Regions from separate parts of the Mus musculus genome. Here all the other regions are linked to region 6. Evidence: chromatin contacts called from public Hi-C, HiChIP or PLAC-seq and promoter capture Hi-C data. All regions are on one chromosome and are shown on one strand. Each heading gives the region's core, a stretch centred on a gene start, on an enhancer-like site or on the middle of the called end of the contact. The rest is flanking DNA. Distances are from core to core; before and after follow the strand shown. Region 1 holds the start of Neu1 (neuraminidase 1). Region 2 has its middle 19 kb from the start of H2-Q1. Region 3 holds the start of Notch3 (notch 3). Region 4 holds the start of 2310061I04Rik (RIKEN cDNA 2310061I04 gene). Region 5 holds the start of Abhd16a (abhydrolase domain containing 16A). Region 6 holds the start of Rgl2 (ral guanine nucleotide dissociation stimulator-like 2).

Region 1 (2,739 bases), core at 177-2,676, 1.0 Mb after region 6:
CTAAATGTCGGGATTACAGAGAAAGCCACCATGATGGTCTGGCATGTGATTTTTTTTTTTTTTTGTCTTGTTATCACCCTATGACATATACAGTTATTTATCCCACTTTGTGTGAGAAAAACAGGTTATACAGCCTGGTCTACAGCCAGCCAGGGAAGTTGTATCAAACTGCCTGAAGTGGCCCGGACAGGAAACCAGGATGTTTGGTTTATACACCCCAGATTATTTTGGGGTACAGTGGGGTGCCATTATCAGGATCCACCCTGACGGATCTACTTTGCCTCTCAGTCGAGGACCTGGAGAGAAATGATGGTTCCCAGGAGCGGCCTTACTACATGCCCAAGGCACTCCTGAAGATTCTGGGCAAGAAGAATGAGGCACCTACAGGGGGAAAGACCAGGAAGAAGTGAGAGACTCATCGTGACCTGGAAATGCAGCCCTCCTGTACAGAAGCCCTGCCGTCAATGCCTTGAGAATCACGATTTTGTAGAAAACAGATTTTATTAAAGACTAATATTTTATATTCTTGATAAGTTTATGGCTTTATTTTCAGTGAAAACTTGCTTCCTTTTTTTTTTTTTTTAATTAAAATCCAAATTGCTATCACACGATTCAATACCCAGTAAGAAAAACTTGTTCGGTGACTGAGGCCAGGAGACTGGGGTGTAACTCAGCTGGTAGAGTTTGCCTAGCATGGAAGGGTCCCCGGATTCTGTCTATAGCATAAGCAGGGCTGGGACACATGCCTGTAATCGGTACTTGGGAGGTACAGGCAGGAGCACTGGAATTTCCAAGTTATCTGTGTCTGTTTAGAGACAGAATTTTTCTGTGTAGCCCTGGCTATCCTAGAACTCACTCTGTAGACCAGGCTGGCTTAGAACTCAGGAAGGAGGGTGGCTCTTTTTTCATTCATTCGTCGCTTTTTTTTTTTTTTTTTTTTTTTAGCTTTTCAAGACAGGGTTTCTCTGTGTAGCCCAGGCTGGCCTCGAACTCAGAAATTTGCCTGCCTCTACCTCTGCCTCCCAAGTGCTGGGATTAAAGGCGTGCGCCACCACGCCCAGCTGCTTATTATTTTTAACCTAGTGATTCTAATCAGTGTTAGTCATGTGCTTAAGGGCATTGGGGTCATCCACTGGGACGTGGGGTACCATGGGCACACTCCTAAAGAAAAGTGCCTTTCTCTCCCCTAGCAGCCATCAACTGCCAAGATCTCCTCAGCTAGGAGTGGGGCTTCCCAACCCTAGGGACTCATACAAACTAGGAAGGTACTCTACCAACTGAGTCATATGCCATCCCTAACCTGTCTCTTCCACAAGGGGTCAGTGCCTTTCATAGCCGCCGGTTGCTTTAAAACACGCCCCGCCCCTTTCGTCACGTTCTGGCGTTAGAGCCAGTCAAAAGGCTCACACAGACTGGGGCCGCCTCTGGGTCACATGCTGATGGACTAATTGGAGTCGCGGCAGCGCGGGCTGCGGCCCCCAAGGGGAGGGGTCGGAGTGACGTGCGCGCTTTTAAAGGGCCGAGGTCAGCTGACGGCTTGCCACCGGTGACCAGTTCCTGGACAGGGATCGCCGGGAGCTATGGTGGGGGCAGACCCGACCAGACCCCGGGGACCGCTGAGCTATTGGGCGGGCCGTCGGGGTCAGGGGCTCGCAGCGATCTTCCTGCTCCTGGTGTCCGCGGCGGAATCCGAGGCCAGGGCAGAGGATGACTTCAGCCTGGTGAGCCTTGCTGCACCTGCAGAGGTGGCCACTGCCCAGCTCGGCCATCCCTCCGCGTGACACTCCTGCCCCTCCATCCCCTCCCAACACCTTTGCTTCCTTGGGCCCCTGGCTCAACTGTTATGGGGTCCTGCCCCTCATCCCTGAAGGTTCCTTCTCCCCTCGCAGCCTCTCCTTGCTCAGGAGCCTCCAGGTTCGGCCCATACTATCCTCTGGGCTCCCACCTCTTGTTCTAGGACACCCTTCACCCCTACTCAGGCTCCCCATTACCCTCTCTCATGGGAACCCTGGCTGGAGCCAGTACCTATCGGTCTTAGGTACCTTAAACCTCGTGAAGCTTGTCTGCATTGAGGTGTCCTTCTGCGCAGGTGCAGCCGCTGGTGACCATGGAGCAGCTGCTGTGGGTGAGCGGGAAGCAGATCGGCTCTGTAGACACTTTCCGCATCCCGCTCATCACAGCCACCCCTCGGGGCACGCTCCTGGCCTTCGCTGAGGCCAGGAAAAAATCTGCATCCGATGAGGGGGCCAAGTTCATCGCCATGAGGAGGTCCACGGACCAGGGTAACAAAGGCTCCCGGGTGGAAAGAGCGGGTGCTGGGTTGTATGGGTGATCGGGGTAGGGAGTTGGGGGTTCCCTTCATCAATGGAGCAGAGCCGAGCAGACCCCGGGGACCACTGAGCTGCTGGGCTGGTTGGGGTCAGGGGCTCACAGCGATCTTCCTGCTCCTGGCATCCGAGGCCAGGGCAGAGGATGACTTCAGCCCAGAGATAGAACTTTGGGGCTTGAGTCCCTAATGAGTTAGGGAAACCAGAGGATGAATTTTGTCCATAGTTTCTGTAACTAAGAACCAAGGTACTGAAAATGAGAATTATGTCTCAGGGGAATTAGCAGGAAATAATGTCAGAGAAAGAAGAAACATGGTTCTGGTGCCACATTGAGGTCCCCGGGGAGAGGCAGGAAGTAAACAACAACCCGTACAATTTTCTCTCTGCTCTTTTTTTTTTCTTCTTCTTCTAG
Region 2 (2,772 bases), core at 224-2,723, 1.4 Mb after region 6:
GGACATCAGACGTTTTTGTAGACTGAGCACTGTGGGGACGGATTGGGAAGCTCCTTCTCTGGGACTCTGTGCCCCTGAGGAAGCCAGGGCTTCTCCTGTTCACACCTTCTCTGCAGGGGAGTTAGGAGGCTCAGGCCTGACTGAGGCCCTGTGCTGCAGAGAAAAGAATCTCAGAGAGCCAAGGCATAAAAATAAAAATGGTGTCACTTCCGAATAAAATTATGGAGCTGCAGAGATTGTTCCGAGGTGAAGAATGCTCACTGCTGTTCCAGAGGACCTGGGTTCAGTTCCAGTTCTCATCCACTTGTAACTCAGCCTTAGATGGGTAGGGTGCCCTCTTCTGGCGGCCTGGGGAACTCCATGCTTGTGGGGCACAGACATACATGTGTGGGAAGCCACATGTGCCGTTGCTGAGTGGCACTGACTACTGCTGGCCACCACGCATAAAATTGGACAAACAACCAATGTGTACATATGCAGTAAAGTTTTTTGCAAAGACACTGCCTGGCCCAGGCATGATAATGAGGTTCTGTAAGGTACTGAGAGTATAACCAATTAGATGTGAGACATGCAAATGAGGTATGATAATGAGGTTCTGTAAGGTACTGAGAGAGAGTAACCAATCAGATGTGAGACATGCAAATGAGTTATGATAATGAGGCTCTGTGAGGTACTGAGAGAGAGTAGCCAATCAGATGAGGAACATGCAAATGAGGCATAGTGCATAACCAATCCGGGTGTGAGACACGCCTCTCCTAGGCCTATAAAAGCAGCACCAGTTCTGGGCTCGAGGTCTTTTCGCCTCTACAATCAAGCTCTCCCAATAAACGTGTGCAGAAGGATCCTGTTGCAGCGTCGTTCTTCCTGGCCAGTTGAGCGCGCGCAAGATACATGGAGGCAAAACACCCATATAAATAAAAATATTTTTTAAAAGAATGAAAAATAAATGAAGGGAAATAAGATTTCTGTAAAGAAAGAGATACCTGAACAGTATTGGGGGTCACTACAGCGCATAGGAACACCTCCAAACCTAGATCAGCACTCTAGGGACCCTTGCAGTAGGCGTGTACATCTAATGATGTGTACACAATGATCTTAGGGAATCAGCCAGGGAAGGGTGATTCCTTCTACAGAGTGGCCCCTGATGCTACTGGTCTATGGAGCCTGTGTGTTCGTTCATTTATGCTGTTTGTGCTGTATGCCTTGTTGTAGCTCAGGTGGACCTTGAATTCTTTATTTTATTTTAAAAATTTATTATGTACACAGTGTTCTGCCTGCATATGTCTATAGCCACCAAAAGAGGGCGCCAGATCTCATTATAGATGGTTGTGAGCCACCACGTGATTTCTGAGAAATCAACTCAGGGCCTTTGGAAGAGCAGTTAATGCTCTCAACCTCTGAGTCATCTCTCCAGTCCTGACCTTTCCCACCTACAACTTGATCCTCATGCCTCACCTCAGCATGCCATGGTGTGTGTGTGTCTATGTCACTGTGACTGGAGAGTTGGTGCTGAGTCACAATCTAGAGAGGAGCCGAGGTGTAATCTCGCTCAGAAGTTGTGTTTCAGTCCGAAGATCATAAGGACCCGTGAAAACCACAAACCAGAGGATTTGGGGCTGAAAGGAAAATCCCTGGCTGCTTCGGTATGAAGAGGGCATAGGCGACCACAACTCCCTACCTTTCCCAGCATTCAAAGCTCACAGCCACTTAGGTGATCAGGAACTGGAGCCGCTCCTATTCCTGTGTCCTGCTGCCCCCTGGCGGCCGTGCTCCGCATCGCAGCTCCCAAGAATCTTGGAGATGGACTGGGCTCTATGTCAAATGTCCCTCCAGACTGCAGACTGCAGAGTTCAGGAACTGCTGGCCAGCTTCACAAGCCCGCGAAGCTGTCCAGCTCACACTGAGGAAGGGCCACACTAAGAAACCGGGTATCCCCTGCACAGCCCGCCACAGCAGAGCATTAGTTGTTTTTCCTTTTGTGGTTGCTGTTGCCCAGGATTTACCCCAGGGCTTCCTGCCTGTTGACCGTGTCCTCACTGAACTACACACCGGCTGAGCTTGATGTGACCACACAAAGAAAGGGTCCTGGGTTTCTCTGGGAATGCCTTCAATCCCAAAACTCAGGAGAGCAGATCTCTGCATTCTTCAACCACATAGCAAGTTCCAGAACACCCGGGGCTATAAGGTAAAACCAGAAGCCTGGGATCCCCAGGTCTGACACCTAGAAGGGGGTGGTGGAGTAGGTGGGAAAGTTGTAACAAGTGAGAAAGGAGCATGGATGCCTGGGACGGGGTCTGGGTGGACTTAGGCCCCCAGCCAAGGCCCTGGGAAGTGAATGGGGTAAAGGAAATAACCTCAAATTACTCTTTTTTTCCCTTGACAGCATCTTTCACCTGGAATTTCCCCCACGCTGTAGATGGGACCTAGGGACGGCTTCCTGCCACCGAGCTGTGTCCCAGCCTTTACTTTTAAGACGTGGTCCAGGCTGGCCTTGAACTTACTCTGTAACTGAAGCAGGTTTTCCATCCAGTGCTTCTGGTCCCTAATTAGCCAGGGTTACAGGTCTGCAAACCAGCCTAGCTTTTGTTCAAGACTTGGTCAAGGTTGCCAGGCTGTGGAGACACACACCTTCAGTCCCAGCACTTAGGAGGTAGAGGCAGGTGGGTCTCTAAGTTCGAGTCCAGCCTGGTCTACAGAGTTCCAAGACAACAAAGGCTGCACAGAGAAACCCTGTCTCAAAAACCAAACAACTTGGTCAAGCATGTACCTTCA
Region 3 (2,732 bases), core at 105-2,604, 1.8 Mb before region 6:
TAAACCTGTGCACATGCATTTTTTTCCCTTTCTATGTGTGACAGGCCATGAGTCTGCACTGGCCCCGCGGGGGCGGTGGCTCCTGCCCAGTCCTGCCTAGTAGAGCCTAGAGGCTAAGCCACTCTCTATGCAACTCTCACCCGGCCCAGCACTGAGTCCCACCATAGGAGCCCTAGAACCCCTGGCCACAGCCAACTGCCTATGCCCCTCCCCCGCTGATCAGGCCTCCCGGGGCAGGGGTGGGGGCGCCCCCTCAGTCCCCGCTCTGGCCCTTCGTGGGTCCCGCTTTGTCTGGCAAAGAAAGCGTGAGGCCGGCCGGGGGGAGGGGGTGTCTAGACGGCGAAGCCATTGTCCCGAGCGGGGGAGGGGAGCTCAGAGTGGAGGAAGAGGGGAGGGGGGCCCAGGCATGCTGGGGAGGGGCTGCGGCCACAGGGATGGGGGCCCAGAAGCTGGAGATGAGCACGTGGACCTCGCCCCTTCTCCTCCCGGCACAGAGACGGGGTCCCGAGACTACGGGATCCCGGCGGCCTGAAGAGGGATCGGGCGGCACGCGGGGGAGGGGGCGCGGGCTTCGCAAGGGCTCCAGCTCCTGCTTCTCGCGCTCCAGCGCCGGGTCTTGCAGCTCTCCAACATGAGACGTTTTCTCCGAGTTCAGAGCTCCGAGAACTCCGCGCCCCCTCCTTGTCCCCCCCCCCCCTTCACGGCCCGCCCGGGATAGGGGAGGCGCTTTTGTGCAAGGGGTCCTAGGCCTTGGGGGGTCCTTGAGCCCCCATCCTAACCTTCCCAGGACTCCAGGCAGAAGTAGGATGGGGTGAGCCTGAAACTTTTGGTACACCTCGCTTCCGAATTTCAGCCCCAGATTCCCACAACTCCAGCTCCTACTCTTGGACTCTTGATTCATTCAAGGGTCTCGATTCCTTGGGCCTCTAGGATCCTGCCTTCCCATCATGAATCTGTGCGAACCCCATGACTGATACACACCCCCAGCTGCTGCATCTCTGCCCCGGCTTTAATCCTGGGGGGGCAGGTCCTCTAAATTCCAAACTTAGGAGAATATATATATATATATATATACTTTTTTTTTTTTGCTTCCCCGCCCCTGCAACCCCAGTCCCACCCTCCGAGTCCCTGATCCCTCACCTGCAGCCCCCAGCCCCGCTAGCAGCAGCAGCAGGGGCAGCGCCCGCATGGGCGGTGGTGGCGGTGGCAAGGCCATCAGGCGACGACGGCGGCGGCGGCCCCGGGCCCCCAGCCCCATGGCGGCCGGCCACGACCCTCCCTCCTCCCTCCTCCCTCTTTCCCAGGGCTCCGGGCACGTCCCGGGCCAGCCTCCGCGCCGCCAACTTCGCCGAAGTGAGGCTGTCGGGCTGCCCCGCCCCCAGGCCTGGGCGGCTCGCCCCGCCCCGGGGCCGGCTCTGAGCGCCCCCGCCCCCTGCCCGGCCTCCTGGGGTCCGACCCTTCTACCCGCCAAGCCTGGGACTTGCAGACCTCGGTACACTCAGGTCTGCCACAAGAGATGCGGGCTTAACCTGCGTGACGTGACAGGTATCCAGCTCGTGAGCACATCCATCCTTATCCTCCAGCACACAACCAAAGCCAGGGCTCACACACACAGTCATGACACAAACGCAAACACCCCTGACTCCAAACCCTCTAAACCTGGGTGTAGAGAGGCCAATGAACAAAAGTAGCCGCACCCATGCAAACCATATAGAAGTTTCATGGGGACACTAAACATCAATCACCTCAAAACTCAGGCTCCAACTGCGCCACAAACCCGGGCGGGCAGCATTTACAATCTGGCCAGGGGTTTCGTGGATATGAGTCTCATGTACCTGTGTGCAGCTCTCCTACAATGTGAAGATCACAAAGGTCTACCGAAGAGGGAAAGGTGCTTGCTGCCAATCACAGACACCCGAGTTCAATTCCTGGGCCTCCCATGCTAAAATAAAAAAACCAACACATACATTGTCTTCTGACTGCCACATGTACCCCGTGATACACATGCACTCCTACACACACTGTGCTCGAATGCTTGCACGCACGCGCGCGCACACACACACACACACACACACACACACACGCTTATGTGCGCAAGAAATAAGATAAAATACTTTGTAAAAAAAATCCACACCAGCTCCTAGCACATCCCACACTCTACATGGTTTTACCATGAGGCCTATCATTTCGTTGCCATTCACTGAGTTTTACATCCAGGAGACCTGCAAAGGCTCTGAACACTCCCTCTGTGTGAAGTGAGAATGGAAGCTCTAGAGGTGCATTCAGGGGAAATCTCAGGAGTCGGGTGAAGGGTGCCGTTCTTGAACATCTCCATCACTAGGAGACCAAAGGACTGAAACAGAGGACCCATATAATCCTGGAAGGGCATACACAGACACTCCTGTAGTGGGAGGAGAGAACAACTTCCACAAGTTGTCCTCTGATCTCTACATTGTAGAGGGCCCATCTCCCCTCCCTGCCGCGCCCCCCCCCCCAACTGGCTACATAATAAATAAGTGTATTTTTGTTAATTGGGGAAGATGTCATGGTTCACACGGTCTCCAGAGGCAAAGGCAGATAGATCTGTGAATTCAAAGCCAGCCTGGTCTACCTAGCAAATTCCAGGACAGTCACGGATACACTTTTTAAAGATTTATTTGTGTGTGTGTGTTTCTCTGTGTGTGTGTGTGTGTGTGTGTGTGTGTGTGTGTGTGTGTGTGTGTGCACTAGTG
Region 4 (2,700 bases), core at 40-2,539, 2.0 Mb after region 6:
AAAAAGAAAAAAATCAGACATCTAAGCATGGTGGTGTAGGGGCTACCATGGATTCCAGGCCAGCCAGGGCTACACAGACCTAGTTTTAAAAAACAAAACCAAACAAAGGAACAAGAAATCAGCTCATGCTCCTCCACCCCAGCTGGGCTGATCAGAAGCTTCAAGTCCTACCTGCAGAAGAGAGTTTACCAGAGGAAAGGGAGACATGAGGAAAGAGCGCAGGAGGACAACAGCACCAGGGCCACCGTCCCCAACTTTAGAAAGAACACCTATGATTCCATCATTATCCTGGTTTACTGCTCCATGGGAGAAATGATGCGATCTATATATAACATGTATCAGGATTCTGAAATAGAGCTGTGCAGGGCAAAGAACATCCAAGTGAAGGTGTGAATAGTTCTGAGTTGACTCTGTTGGAACCTCTGGGCACTCTGCCTGCACCTCAGTTTCCAGTAAATAGAGGAGAGGCCTATATAACAGGATGATGAATGTATAAACTTCGTCACCCATAAAGTAGTACATAAACGGAAGCTATTATCATTATATATTACATATATATTCTATATTATCATTTTCTGCACCATTAAATGACAATCGGGCCGATTGCTGAAGGGTGAACTCGGTCACTAACGCTGCTACTGCAAGGATGGCAGGTCACCCGAGGTCAAGCCTGATTCCAAGTCCCTTGGCGCCCAGGAACCCCAGGGGCAGGGGGTCCATGGGGCCTGGCCGAGCCCTCTGGGAGCCTTCCCCGTCGCCGGGGGCGTGGCCGTGCTCCCGCCGTCCCCCGGAGCCCGACCCGGTGCAGCGGCCAGCCTTTCGGGCAGGACCGTTCTGCAGGTGCACCACAGGCCCGCAGTTCCGGCCTCTCTGCCCTGCCCTTCAAGTCACCTCCAGGCACAGGTAAGAACGGCGGGGACCGGGGCCACCCGGGATAGCCGCTCCCCGGACCTCACCGGGAACGCCGGCCCTAGCGGGCCCCGCGCCCCTCACACGTGCAGCACACGGGTGGTCAGGGGCGGCGGGGGCCTCTGCGCCTGCGCGGCCCGGCGCCCCGCCCCTCGGCCGGCTCTGAGGAGGGTCTCCGCCCGCCCCTCCTCACCTGGGGTCGCGCCTGGTAGGCGCGGAGGCAGGGCCCGAGGCGCCGGGCGGCCCCCGGGCTCGGACGGTACATGGTGTTCCGGGAGTGAACGGGCGCCTCCCGCGTCCCGTCTCCGTCTCCTCGCCGGGCAGCGCGCCCCGGAGCCGGCTTCGTGAAGGGGAAAGGAGGGAGGGGGGGGCCGGGGCTAAGGGAGGAAAACGGAGAGACCGTGCGCCTGCGCACAGCGGGCCCGCAGCAGCCCAGGCGCCGCTACGCGGGAGTGCGCTTGCGCACAGCGGGCCGGGGCGCTCCCAGGGCGCCTGCGCAGCCTCTTGTCAGGCCTAGCAAAATGAGGGGAGGTAGGACTGAATATAGTTTCAGGAGAGAGACTGAGGGGCATGTGAATTTGAATAATGACAAGTCACTTTTTGTCGGTAGCTATAGTGATAACAAATAAATACTTTTATTGCTCTGGTTAAAAATAACGATACAAAGGATCTGAGGCTGACAGGCCTGTTGAATGAATGAGTGAATGAATGCATCCATACTGAGGACTAAGCTTTGGCCATGGTTACCAAGGCCTGGTGCTGCGGCGTTCCTGCAGGTTTCGAATGACCCTGGCGTTCATTATGTCCCCACCCACCGTCCAGGACTGGGGGGGTGGCGCCTGGGCCCTTGGAGCACCTGTCTGTGTAGGCTCCTCCCCAGACCCATCCAGTAACAAGACCCGATCCTCACTGGCCGACCTGGTGGGCAGGGAGATGAAGCGTGTGTTAGAGCTGCTAACGGGGAATTACGCTGAGACAATTCTTCAAGGTTGTGGGTGCAGGGTAATGTACAGACACCTGTTGGGTTTTAAGGCTGGGACAGTTACCACGGTGTCCAAACTTAAGTACTCAGAGCACGACAGAGGGGAAAAACACCAGAATTCAAGCCACAAGGAAGAAGGCTTATACGACGTTAGGTAGAAAGATGTGTGGGGGAAACTGGTATCCAGTTCACACAGACTTAGGAGGAAGCAGGAGGAGTAGTGTTAGGCAGTGTCAGAAGGTGCTGGCAGCTGTTAAGGGGGAGGTGTAGACCTCACCTATCCTCCGCTTCCTGTTCCCCCTGCTTCCGTTCTTGGTTGCCTGTGGAAATACCAGGCATCTAGGGAGACTGTAGTCGTATGTGTGTGTGACCTATTTGGTTGGAGAATAAGAAAAAGTGGCTACTTACCTGTACCCAGGAATGAGGTATTGAATCCCCCATGGCGGCTGTAGTGGCAGCTTTGGGCTACCAGCCCCCAGGGAGTCCCCCTGTAGAAGAAACGGGAGATGAAGGGGAAGAGGCTCAGGATGAAAAGGTGGCATGGAGGGGTCAGAGGAGAAAGGAGGGATAGCGTGGGAACAAAGACGATGGGCAGCTACCTCCCTAAAGGATTCTTGTCTAAGACTTCTAGCAAAGGTAGGGGAGGGCTTATTTTATACTTCAAGATTTCCTGTACCATCCTGCACTGTTGCTTTGCTCTAACTGGGATGGTGTGTGATGTGATCTAATTATGTCAAAAACACTTGGGCATGCAGGAAGGAGCTTGCTGAACCATGGTGCCTGAATGTGTGAACTCCCTTAAAATGATT
Region 5 (2,700 bases), core at 72-2,571, 1.2 Mb after region 6:
CCATCTGCTTGTATATCTGCATGCCAGAAGAGGGGATCAGATCGTAAGCCACCATGTGGTTGCTGAGAATTGTATGTAGGACATCTCGAAAAGCAGCCAGAGCCCTTTACCACCAATCCTAGCACTTTGAACAAGGTTTCTCTATATAGCCCTGAGTGGCCTGGAACTCACTACATACGTAGACTAGGGTGGCCTGGAACTCAAGAGGCCAATCTGTCAACACACCCATCTCTCTCTGTCTCTCAAGTGCTGGGATTAAAAGCATGTGGCACTACATCGGGCAGATTACTTCTTTCAAAAACTTAAAAAAAAAAAAAAAAGATTCTTGGGTTAGAGAGATGGCTCAGTGGTTAAGAGCACTGACTGCTCTTCCAGAGATCCTAAGTTCAAGTCCCAGCAGCAACCACATGGTGGCTCACAACCATCTGTAATGAGATCAGACGCCCTCTTCTGGTGTGTCTGAAAACAGCTACAGTGTATTCATATACATAAAATAAAAAAAAATTTAAATAGAATTCTTCAGAAGAATCCTGCTATTTCTTCTAATGGATACATCCCTAGATCTGTGTGTGTGTGTGTGTGTGTGTGTGTGTGTGTAACCCAGGGCTTTCAGCATGTTAAGCAAAGTTTTCTATACTTGAGCTACAAATCCAGACACTAGCCTCTTTTCTTGAAGTTCTTGTCAAATGCTCCTACTCTCACCCAGTGATCGTTCCAGAACATGCTGACATTAAGGGATAGGGTTTAAAAAAAAAAAAAAAGTGAAGCCAGGCGTGGTAGTGCACGCCTTTAATCCCAGCACTGGGGAGGCAGAGGCAGGTAGATTTCTGAGTTCGAGGCCAGCCTGGTCTACAGAGTGAGTTCCAGGACAGCCAGGGCTACACAGAGAAACCCTGTCTCGAAAAACCAAAAAAAAAATGTGGGGGCTGGAGAAATGCTCAGCGGTTAAGAGCATTGACTGCGCTTCCGAAGATCATGAGTTCAAATCCCAGCAACCACATGGTGGTTCACAACCATCTGTAATGAGATCTGATGCCCTCTTCTGGTGTGTCTCTAGACAGTAACAGTGTACTCACATAATAAATAAAGAAATCTTTAAAAAAAAAAAAGTAACCACCTGGGGCATTCATTTTCTTAAGTTTCTCTATTCAGAACAGCTCTAACTAACTGTAGACCGTCGCCCACTGCGCTGAACACTCCTCTCGTGGCGAGAACGTCAGGCTGGACCCTGCCACGGGGCGAGCGGATACGTGCTGACGTCACGCACGCACACAGGCACGCACGCAGCGCCCAGGAGACTACGGGCGGGGCCGGCGGGGACCTGAGGCCGAGGGACAGCGGCCCGAGCCGGGGCTATGGCGAAGCTCCTGAGCTGCGTCCTCGGCCCCCGGCTCTACAAGATCTACCGGGAGAGGGACACGGACCGGGCCGCGTCCAGCGTCCCCGAGACTCCCACTGCCGTCCCCGCCGCCTCGTCCAGCTCCTGGGTGAGTCGGGTTCCCCCCGGCGGAGAGCATGGTATGGTCCAGACCGCGCTGCGCTGCGCTCGCCCGGCGCGCCCACTGTGGGAAACGGGGGAGCCCGCTTGTCAAGTGGCGGTCGCGCACGCAGTCCGCCTGCGGGCGCTTCCCGGCCCCCTCCCAGTCACGCAGGGCCCAGCCGCCGCCTCTCTTTACGGCTTTGGAGGAACTCTTCCTCACACCCACCACCACGCTTGCTTTTTTTTTTCCCCCTCCGCGTCCCCCGAATGGCTGGTCCCAGTTGAGTTTGGAGTCCCCTGCGCGCACTGGCTTTTGCCCACCTACTCCCAATTTCTCCCAGGATCTGTTGACTTTCTCTTTAACCTGACTTTTCAGTTTCAAAAATGACTTCATGTCATGTATTTACTTGTGCGCCTTGTGCCCCCAAACCTAGCCTGAAAACCAGGGTCTTGCATTCAGGGTGGTAGTTTGCTCTCCAAAATGTTTTTGTTTTTATTGGTTGCAAATTATGTTTAGGAGGCTTTCCGAAGTGCCCACACTTAGCGACATTTTTCCCGGAATCGACTTACATCAAATGCTATTCCTTCCCTCTTAGAATTGTCATGGAGTCTCTCATTTTCAATTTTACTCCTCTCCCCATAGTGACACAATCATATCTGTATGGAGTTTCAGGGGAAAAAAAGGACCGGTTTTCCAAATGCTGCTTTCACTTTTGCTTCCAAGCCTAGCACCCCGTGATTGCTTTCAGGGTGAGGGGTGAAATGTCAGGGGGGGGGAGTTGAAGCTTCAGCAGAAACAGGAGTATCCCAGGAGAAATGGCCACAGAGGCTAGAACCAGGTGACACAGGTTAGGGCTTCTGGAAGGGAGGAAGGGCCTGTCAGCTGGCAAGGTCCTTAACAGGCCATCTGTTTTGGCAGGATACGTATTATCAGCCTCGGGCCCTGGAGAAACATGCAGACAGCATCCTGGCACTGGTAAGTCAGTCCCAGCATCTGCCAGTCAAACCCAGCCCTGGAGAAGGCAACACCCCAGGAGGTGAGGGGTGCTCTGGGCCCTGTACAGCAGAGCTTGCACAGAGGACCAGCGTATCCCAAGTGCCTACCGTTGGCATTCTCCCTTAGGAAGTCCCCTTTGTGTACCATAAGCTTTTTCCAGAGCAGTTTGAGCCCTAAGGATAACAAATTTACCTTTGGGATCGGCTGCAGGTCTCTGAGTCTT
Region 6 (2,715 bases), core at 58-2,557:
GGATTAAAGGCGTGCGCCACCACCGCTGGACTCGAACTAAACTTTTAAGATGAGAAAAAAGCGAGACTTAGCGCCACACTCATTTGATGCCCACAGTCGGGAGGCAGAGGCAGTGGATCTCTGACATTTCCATGCCAGCCTGATCTACAAATAGGGAGTTTCAGGTCAGTCGGGGTTACTTGGCGGGGCTTTGTTGAGAGAACTAAATATAAGAACACACATGCGTAGAGTCCCAGGGTTGAGAAGAACCAGTGTATGCGCCAGAGAGGCGGGTTCATAACCTGTGGCTCACAACCCCCTTTAAGTCCATCGGAAATACCAGACATTAGGATTCACAACAGTAGTAAAGGCAGTTACGAAGTAGCAAAGAAAATAATTTTACAACTTGAACTGCGTTAATGTTAAGAAGGTTGAGAACCACTGGCCAGGGGATTAGGACGAAAGGTCTTCATAGCATCTTAAGATTCTAGAGACCTCAGGGACAGCCCACAGCAGTAGTCTAGAGACGGAAAGGTCCATGTGTCTCCCTCGCGGACTAAAGCCTACCTCTCCAGCTCTCCATTCCTACCACAGCTTTTCTTTTGCCTGGTCCACCTTTACCATCTCCGGGCCTGGTGGGTCTCGGCCCTTTACGAATGTCCCCGTGTGGTTCGTCCTCTCCTGTTCGCCGGTCCTCGTGAGCTAATAAAGTCTTTCCGAGTTTCCATGCGGGCCTCTCATTCTCCCGTTTCCAAGCACAGCCAACCTCGGTCACCTCCCGGTCCTCGTCTCGCACCCGGGAGACGACATAGCCACCGTGGGAACCGCGCGCGCTCGGGCGCACGGTGAGAGCCGGACGCCCGGAGCGACGGACCCGAGTGGAACCGGAAGCGCCGCACTAGCCGGCTTCCGCCCCCTCCCCGCGAGTGGGCGGGCATAAGGGCGGCACAGAAAACCCGGCGCGGATTCGCTCCGTTGCACTCGTGCCGGGGCGGCAGTGTCATTCTCGAGCTGCAGTAACGGGGTCGCGCCACTGCTAGGGCACTTTCCTCGGCAGTTGCAGCGCCGCTCTGGTTAGAAAAAGTGACTTAAAATTCCGTGTTTGCCTTCCTGTGGAGGCTTGAGACAGGACCCTGGTCTCCAGCGTGTCTGCTGCGAGACGCGGGCTTCAGAGCCACCGAGTGGGGCTGCAAGGGACAGCGGAGTAGTGCACCTGCAGCCTGCGTCCCAGCCCCTGGCGTCCAGCACTCCCCTAGTCGCTCTCCCTGGCTCCTGTCCTCACTTCCTTCCCTTTTTGGCTCCTGCTGTCGGGCGGACGCGGGGAGGGGGGAAGCGGAAAGGGCGGGAGGGCCCGGGAGCCCGGCGGGGTGCAGGAGGGGGGCATCGCGGAAAAGCCGGGGAGGGGACTCGGTAGAGGGCCAGAGACCGACAAGAACAGAGGCCCGGGACCCGCGCGCAGCCCTCGCCCTTCCCGAGCAGGTCAGAGCCGGAGCACCGGGTGACCCTGCCCATTCCGCACTAGTTAGCCCCCAAGTCCCAAGCAAGCACCGAGGGCTTGGGTTTCCCCACTCCCGTATCTCCCTCCCCCAGCCTTCCTCAGGGACTCCCACCTAGGTCCCTTCTTGTCCGTCTCCCCCACGCCCGTCTGACTCCACCCAATCCCACCCGTCTCTCCCCAGGCGCCCCCATGGCCCGACCCCGCTGATTGCTTCTCTCGGCCATGCTCCCGCGGCCCCTGCGGCTGCTTTTGGACACGACCCCCCCCGGGGGAGTCGTGCTGAGCAGCTTCCGGAGCCGGGACCCCGAAGAGGGTGGGGACCCAGGTGGCCGGGCCGTGGGCGGGGGGCAGGAGGAAGAGGATGAGGAAGAAGAAGAGGTGAGACGCGGGTGGCGGGAGGCAGGGCATTAAATATTTCTGAGACTCTCCTCCTTTCGGTGTCTCTGGGTCCCTCGGTCTCTTCCTCCCCGCCTCACTCGCATCCCGCCCGCCACACTCTCTCTGGATATCTGTCCCCTGGCTGCGGGTCCTGGTGTCTATGAAGTTCGCCCTGTCTGTCTGCTCGGAACCTGCCCGTAGGAACCTGCCGGAACCAGAATGGCTGGCTGGCAGACGGGCTGACTGTGCCTGCGGGGCTCAGGCCCTCTTTGCCCATACCTGCTTAGACGGGTGCCACTGGGCAGTTGTATCTTGGTCCCTGTCTCCCTCCTCGTTTTTTGTTTGGCTGGGAGGGGTTTGTTTCCACAGTAACCAGCTCCTCAGACTCTAGGATTGGGGAGGGAACCCTCAGATTTCGCCGCCTCTTCCCCCACCCCCTGGTGCTCAATAGAGGGCAGCAAGCCAAGAGGTTCCGGCACCTGGAGAGATGATCCCGGGATAGGTAGAGCGTGGTCATCTTCGTCCAAAGAGACTGATAGGATGTAGTCCGCAGCAAGATTTAGGGATTCAGGAGGGTCCAGAAGTTAGATTCGGAGCCCGAGGATCCAGACTCCTGGGCCCCGACATTGGTAAAGTTAGGGTGACTAGCAAGGCTGGTTTTTCGGGATCGGTCGGGGGAGGGGCTAGGGCCACATGACTCTGAGTCTACCGCCCCCCCCCCCCATCATCCTTACTTCCCCTTCTTGTAACTGGGATTGGAGCCGCCACCTTCAGGGGGTCCCCAGTGCTGAGATTAAGTGGAAGCTGTATTGGGGACCTGGGGAAAAGGAGTCTCTGCGGAAGGACTAAATTTGGGCTCC

The links. Promoter capture Hi-C pulls out the DNA fragments that hold promoters and counts their contacts. Hi-C and Micro-C count contacts between places; a contact is called where the count stands out from the background. HiChIP or PLAC-seq counts read pairs in DNA pulled down with a chosen protein or histone mark.
Region 1: a Hi-C map of B cells shows a contact between it and region 6, with 6 read pairs. The contact joins the promoter of Neu1 here to the promoter of Rgl2 in region 6. A contact is called at or near these places in 1 of 39 promoter capture datasets (liver), 1 of 484 Hi-C or Micro-C datasets (B cells), 1 of 115 datasets of contacts at active chromatin or transcription factors (pancreatic cancer cells) and 1 of 9 other capture datasets (embryonic stem cells).
Region 2: a contact with region 6 is called in a FOXA1 HiChIP or PLAC-seq map of pancreatic cancer cells. The contact joins the enhancer-like site here to the promoter of Rgl2 in region 6. A contact is called at or near these places in 3 of 39 promoter capture datasets (the 3T3-L1 cell line and cranial neural crest), 1 of 115 datasets of contacts at active chromatin or transcription factors (pancreatic cancer cells) and 1 of 9 other capture datasets (liver).
Region 3: a contact with region 6 is called in an H3K4me3 HiChIP or PLAC-seq map of embryonic limb bud, with 6 times the contacts expected there. The contact joins the promoter of Notch3 here to the promoter of Rgl2 in region 6. A contact is called at or near these places in 1 of 484 Hi-C or Micro-C datasets (the HL-1 cell line) and 2 of 115 datasets of contacts at active chromatin or transcription factors (embryonic limb bud and embryonic stem cells).
Region 4: a contact with region 6 is called in a promoter capture Hi-C map of liver, with 5 times the contacts expected there. The contact joins the promoter of 2310061I04Rik here to the promoter of Rgl2 in region 6. A contact is called at or near these places in 3 of 39 promoter capture datasets (cranial neural crest, hippocampal neurons and liver), 1 of 115 datasets of contacts at active chromatin or transcription factors (embryonic forebrain) and 2 of 9 other capture datasets (adipose tissue and liver).
Region 5: a contact with region 6 is called in a Hi-C map of B cells, with 7 read pairs. The contact joins the promoter of Abhd16a here to the promoter of Rgl2 in region 6. A contact is called at or near these places in 1 of 39 promoter capture datasets (liver), 1 of 484 Hi-C or Micro-C datasets (B cells), 1 of 115 datasets of contacts at active chromatin or transcription factors (embryonic forebrain) and 1 of 9 other capture datasets (liver).

The regions. Positions count from the first base shown.
Region 1 is chr17:34,929,827-34,932,565 of GRCm38.p6, forward strand. Neu1 (neuraminidase 1) reads left to right here and starts at 1,427. Exons shown (of 6, transcript NM_010893.3): 1 at 1,427-1,721; 2 at 2,090-2,282. The coding sequence starts at 1,581. It overlaps Slc44a4 (solute carrier family 44, member 4), which reads left to right. Exons shown (of 21, transcript NM_023557.3): 21 at 289-610. The coding sequence ends at 410.
Region 2 is chr17:35,300,413-35,303,184 of GRCm38.p6, forward strand. No RefSeq gene overlaps it. Among named protein-coding and RNA genes, the nearest start is that of H2-Q1, 19 kb to the right of the region's middle. Within about 2 kb of position 1,474, at least 127 of the 459 cell types and tissues checked have an H3K27ac peak or open chromatin away from gene starts, as enhancers often do. A contact at or near this core is called in pancreatic cancer cells, where this site is marked.
Region 3 is chr17:32,165,536-32,168,267 of GRCm38.p6, forward strand. Notch3 (notch 3) reads right to left here and starts at 1,355. Exons shown (of 33, transcript NM_008716.3): 1 at 1,141-1,355. The coding sequence starts at 1,258.
Region 4 is chr17:35,896,089-35,898,788 of GRCm38.p6, forward strand. 2310061I04Rik (RIKEN cDNA 2310061I04 gene) reads right to left here and starts at 1,290. Exons shown (of 6, transcript NM_001033630.1): 1 at 1,103-1,290. The coding sequence starts at 1,174. Atat1 (alpha tubulin acetyltransferase 1) reads right to left here. Exons shown (of 13, transcript NM_001142744.1): 11 at 2,300-2,379; 12 at 2,169-2,211; 13 at 1,507-1,827. The coding sequence ends at 1,653.
Region 5 is chr17:35,087,970-35,090,669 of GRCm38.p6, forward strand. Abhd16a (abhydrolase domain containing 16A) reads left to right here and starts at 1,322. Exons shown (of 20, transcript NM_178592.3): 1 at 1,322-1,487; 2 at 2,400-2,456. The coding sequence starts at 1,356.
Region 6 is chr17:33,928,587-33,931,301 of GRCm38.p6, forward strand. It overlaps Rgl2 (ral guanine nucleotide dissociation stimulator-like 2), which reads left to right and starts at 1,308. Exons shown (of 18, transcript NM_009059.2): 1 at 1,308-1,458; 2 at 1,659-1,855. The coding sequence starts at 1,700. Tapbp (TAP binding protein) reads left to right here. Exons shown (of 8, transcript NM_009318.2): 8 at 1-704.